2 separate regions of the Mus musculus genome follow, and region 1 is linked to region 2. A link is a contact called in public Hi-C data. All regions are on one chromosome and are shown on one strand. Each heading gives the region's core, a stretch centred on a gene start, on an enhancer-like site or on the middle of the called end of the contact. The rest is flanking DNA. Distances are from core to core; before and after follow the strand shown.

Region 1 (2,700 bases), core at 171-2,670, 770 kb after region 2:
GGTTGAAGGAAAATGAGGAGTCTAATGGAAGGGGCCTTTGTGAGCCTATGAAGAAAGACTGATGGACTTTGGACATTTTAATTCTTTCACAACACCAGTCAAGGACTGGCTTTCCTCTGTAGACCTGTCATTTGGAATTTTTAAAGATGATCTTTGGTTGGTTGCCTCAATACCTTCCCCAAATACAGCTGGAGGAAGCAAGATACGCTGTTGCCTCAATCCTGGTAAGGTTGCCTCTTCAGAGGGGCTGGGTTTGAAAACAGGAGACTTCCTGTTCTTTGGCTAGGCAGCTTAGGAAAAAAAAAAGACCTCAAAGGAAAGGAACATGTTTCTTACCAATTAAGGGCTGGAATGTCACTAGAACTATTAACAAGTTCATCCTTACCGGAGTTCAAAGATGCCAAAAGTGTCTTCAGAGCTGTGATCTCTGAGCTAAGTGCTTTTAGGGACTTTATGAAGGGGTAAGGTAGTAATGAAATCTTGTCAATAGAAAAAGCTCCATGAACAAGAGAACAGAATTTCTGGCCTGGGTATAGGTCTAACATTCTAATGGGGACAAATCAATATCTTGGCAAAGGAACCATCCCTATGAATCAGGGGACTTACTTTGAACTATACCAATGAAGTAGATGGAATAATACTTTTTTGTACTAGAGATTTGTGTCAGGATTATGGATTCAGCTAATACTAATCAGGGTCTCAAGATGGACTCACTTGTCAGAATGGGGAGGGTACTTCTAGTTCGCTATGCTGCAGGCTTGTCTGTGTTTGAAGAAGGGGCTTGTGTGCTGCCCTGTGACCCACTGCTGGAACCTGTGAGGAGAGCCAGGTAAGCTGGGAATCTGAGCCATGGGGAGCAGGGCTGCCATCCCCACGTGGGAAGGAGCTAGAGGACCCTGTGTAGGGTTCATCCTGGGATGTGGGAACCAGAGGCAAGACTCAGCATCTGGTGTGATTCCGTTTGTTCCCCCTGAGGTCCTTGTACCTCCCAGGCACCCTAACCGTACTAATGAAATAGATGCTATAAGTATTATTTTTTGTACTTGAGGCATGTCTCAGGATTATGGAATCAACTAATACTAAACAGACAGGTGTGCCCTCCCCATTGCAGTTTCTTATTCCAAAATAGGACATAATAGCAACATCTTAATATCTTTGAAGAAAACGTTAAAAAAAAAAAGACAAAGAAATTTGTTTTCTTTTTTAAAAATCAAATATTAGTCTTTTTATTAAATACTGTTAAACTTGTTTTTGGATCAAGGAATTCAAATCTTTTAAATTTTCCTATGTAGTGAACCCGTTCTTTGTGGAAAGGATTTAATGACACAGAACAGGAGCTCTTTTCTCCTTAGGGCAGTGCCTCTTTCTTCTTCCTCTTTCATTTCCTGTGCAGCAGTAGACTACCCAGATAAATAAGGTTGAAGTCAGACAGCAGCCAAAGAAGAAAAGATACAGCCACCACCTGCTTCTTGCCACGTTGGCTACTGCACATGAGCTGCAATCTGCCTGATCCACCTCCTCGTCACTATGTATTCCTGGGAAAGCAATATGCTCAGATGCTTTGATACATAGCAGCACAGTGGACACAGACTCACGTGTTGGATCTGGGTGAGAACCCTGGAAAGAAGCACCATGCTGTTACTCACTGGTTCTCCCGCGGCAAAACTTGCTCCAGAGACCCTCTTTGGCAAGGGCCACTCACCTATATAGGCCTCCCTGGAATAACAACTCCCCTACACTATGATCAGAGATCAAAGGACTTATACCACACAAACTTTTTCCCAGGTCTGTCCTCCACCCAACAAGCACACAGGGTCACTATACTGGAAATTTGCATTTAAGTAGAAATGCTTTCAGTCTCCCAGAGCACTTTATGTTTCTCCTCCTAGGTATAAGGTCTCTAGTATGCACAGTCATTACACACTCAGTGTTGTAGTACAGCTATCTCTTTACCTCAGAACTGGAAAGTCCTGTAGATAACCTTAGGTCAAATTCAAGTAGGAGAAACAAAGCAAAGGGAGGCCATGGATTTGAAAGCAAAGAGGTTATATAGAGGGTCAGGAGAGATGAAAGCGAAAGACCAAATGAAGTAATTATAATCTCAAAAATAAATTTTAAAACATGGTATCAGGCTTTATGGTTCCATGTTCTCAAGAGAATAACAATTTATATTGGAGGCAAACAGAGGATTAACTCATACTTTTTATCCCATTCTCATCCAGAAAACAAATATCAAAAAACAAAAACAAAAACAAAAAAACCCAAAAAACCAACCAGTTAGGCAGGGCCACAAAAATTTGCCCAGCTCTTCTGTTCTCCTTGAACTAGTGTAACTACATAATTTGGTTGCTAAAAGGAAATTCACTTTTTAACTATATTTTTGGTTGCTGTGGTCTGTGCATCCCAATTGAACACTAATCAGATCATTTATCAATCACCTGAAGTTTATTAGCTAACTGTTCACTGGTAACTTCAAGTGTAGACAAAAATTGGAAACCTTTTAACATCCTTCTGGGCACCTCCCCTCTGTTTGCAAATGCAGAAGTCATGATCAGGGCATAGTTCCCTCTACATTTGCAACACCCAATAAAAGGCTGGGCTCTATTAAGCCATGAATCCCCTTGCCTCTCTTTTCTTTTCGGACCTGCATACCTGTATTCCCAGCACTACTGTGGTAGAGGCAGATTTGGGTTTTAAATT
Region 2 (2,700 bases), core at 55-2,554:
GGAGGATGGCACATTCCAGGCCAGCCTGGACTAGGGAGCATAAGGAACCATGTGTGGTAGGTCCTCTCCACAGGGCTTCCCCCACCTCAGCTGGTGGGCATGTCAGTCTGGGCTCCTGACATCCCACCTGGGCTCAGATCTCTCAGCTCAGGACTCCATGAGTATACAGTAGGAGCTTAATATAGATAGGCATGCCTGGTTGGGTTCCTGGTGACATCTTTAATCCCAACACTCAGGAGGCAGAGGCAGGAGAATCTCTCTGAGTTCGAGAGTCTACAAAGTTAGGTTCCAGGACAGCCAGGGTTACCGTGTCTCAAAAAACCAAAATCAGGAAAAAAAAGCCAAACCCTTTTTCCAAACTGTGTGAGACCTGCCTCAAGCTTGGTATGTAGATGAGGATGACCTGGAATTCTTCATTCTCCTGCCTCCACCTCTGAATGCTGAGATGACAGGCATGTATCATCCCACCTCGTTTCTGGGGTGCTGGGGATGGAACCCAGGGCCTCATGCAAGCTGGGAGACTGCTCTGCCTCTGAGCTACAGCCCAGCACACAGTTTTATTTCTGAGACAGTGTCTTGCTCTGGAGGTCAGATAAGGCCTAGACCTAACCATCCTCCTGTCTCAGGCCTCTGTTGTGTGGGAATGACGGGCACATGAGGACATCAGTGCCCCGTTTCCTTGCTGTCTCCTGCACGTGCGCAGGCTGTGGCTGCACCCGTGACACTTCTGGGTGGGGTCCTCCTTTGCCCAGGTGAGGCTTGATATCTAATCAGCTTGAGGCCCAAGGTTGAGGGCAGAAGCCTGTGCCCTGTCTTTGTATGTTGAGATGTCTGGATGCTCTGCAGGCAGGTGTCTCTGCCATTGCTTTGAGGGTCCCCCTTCTAGGAACGTGGTGCTCCCTGCCTCCTTTGCAGCCTGGTGCTCACAGAGCTGCCAACCCCACTGGGCTGACCTACTAGACACAAAGTTGCCAGGCTTGTCCCAGCCACCAAGCCTGACTGCCACACTTGGTTGTGTGCACGTGACAGCGTGGACGTCCCATCTGTGCAGCCTGACTTCTTACAGAGGACTCTAAGGACCTGTCCCTGGGGCTGCTGGTCTCCAGGGAGGGGTGCAAGGTGCGGGGGAAGGGACAGTCTAGGTTAATATTAAACTAGCCGCAGACTCTGCCCTCCAAAGATGCAGGGGTCTGATGCCAAGCAGGCATGGGAGGCTGGGCCACAGACGGCAGGTTCCCCACCCCGCCCCGCCCAATCACTGTCTTAACCCCACCCGAGCCCTGTGCAGCTCACACCTGCAGCTGAACGTCGGCCCATATCCAGTGTGCTGGCCATGGACACCTTGGGCAGGCTGCTGCTGCTGGCTACACTGTTCCTGACACCCGCTGAGGCCCAGCAGGGTAGGACTAGGGTGTGGAGCCCGCGCTGGGTGGGTGTTAGGAACTGGGGCAGGGGCTCTTCAGCATCTCATTTCCCATTAGGAGAAACTAAGGCAAGGCAGGAAGAGGAAGTGAAGAGGGCACTGGTGGGGACGAGTGCTCTCCAATGACTCCTTCTGCCCTGTCTCTGATCTAACATCCTTCTCCCCTCTCAACGCTGTAAGCTAAGGCCACTGCCCTTTTCCAGCTGGTCCTCTCAGCTCCTTCAAGGCCTCTCTGAGCTATCCCCCCCCCTCGCCGCCCCCACTTCCCCCGCCTCCTCAACTACTTTATCTAAAAGCCTCACCCCTTAGAAGCCCAGCTTCTCCGGGAGGCGCGGACCTCCTTTACAACCTCTGCCCCCTAAGCCCCTGGCAGCTCCTAGTCTTGGACGTTCTTCCTGATTCCCACCTCTTTACGCCTTTTCTAAGCCCCGCCCTCCAAGACCCGCCTCTTTCCGTTAACGTCTTCCCCTCTCTCCCGCAGACCCCTCTGCTCCCAACAGACCCTTCTTTTTCCCTCTCGCAGAACCCACTTCCCCTGCAGGCTCCCCTTCCCCCTGCAGACCCTTCGTTTTTTGTGTCTGACTTGTCTTGTCCTTTGCAGCCTCAGAGCGCCGCCTGAAGCCTTGGCTAGTAGGCCTGGCTGCAGTAGTGGGCTTCCTGTTTATAGTCTTCATCCTCATGCTGGCCAATCGTGTCTGGTGCGCCAAAGGCAGGTGAGGACCTGCCCCTGTCCCACGCAGGGCCTCCTTGACCTCCCCGCCCTTCTGTGCTCCCTCCCAGGGTCAGCCTGGAGGTCATCTTGCTTTGCTGCCCTGTTGATCCCTTCTGATTCTTGGCGTTCATGACCTCAGTTGGGGATACTGAGGCAGAGAACAGCTCTTGTATCAATGTTTCTATTTGTGCAGAGCAGAGGATGAGGAGGCTACATTCAGAATGGAGCACATTATGAACGAGAACTCACAGCCAAGGTACCCTGTGGGTGATTCCCCCCAGACAGTCCTGAGAGGCCCAGCTGGGGGGAGGGGACAGTGTCCAGCAGGTGGACTCTGGGTGGGACTCTCTAGTGCAGATTCTGGGTCTGGGAGAGGAATAGAAGTGGGGGAGAGTTGGCATGGGCAGCTGGAAATACAGCTGAGCCCTGTGAACCTGAGAGGGTCCTGAGGAAGGAAGGGAGGGCTAGAAGGAGAGGCTGGGGCTACCTGTACCCAGAACTGCAGAGAACACAGCTACCTACCCTGTGACGACGCATGGTTTCCTGTACACCATGACCGTCACTC

What was found. A called contact is a pair of places that touch in the nucleus more often than the background predicts.
Region 1: a Hi-C map of B cells shows a contact between it and region 2, with 3 times the contacts expected there. The contact joins the enhancer-like site here to the promoter of Smim24 in region 2. A contact is called at or near these places in 4 of 39 promoter capture datasets (cranial neural crest, maxillary cranial neural crest, pre-B cells and 1 more), 1 of 15 datasets of contacts at CTCF or cohesin (large pre-B cells), 7 of 484 Hi-C or Micro-C datasets (the 63-12 cell line, B cells, cortical neurons and 4 more) and 3 of 115 datasets of contacts at active chromatin or transcription factors (T-cell acute lymphoblastic leukemia, large pre-B cells and pro-B cells).

The regions. Positions count from the first base shown.
Region 1 is chr10:82,166,586-82,169,285 of GRCm38.p6, forward strand. No RefSeq gene overlaps it. Among named protein-coding and RNA genes, the nearest start is that of Gm40720, 10 kb to the right of the region's middle. Within about 2 kb of position 1,421, at least 15 of the 459 cell types and tissues checked have an H3K27ac peak or open chromatin away from gene starts, as enhancers often do. A contact at or near this core is called in B cells and pro-B cells, where this site is marked.
Region 2 is chr10:81,391,760-81,394,459 of GRCm38.p6, forward strand. It overlaps Smim24 (small integral membrane protein 24), which reads left to right and starts at 1,305. Exons shown (of 4, transcript NM_001099917.1): 1 at 1,305-1,400; 2 at 2,025-2,136; 3 at 2,329-2,391. The coding sequence starts at 1,334.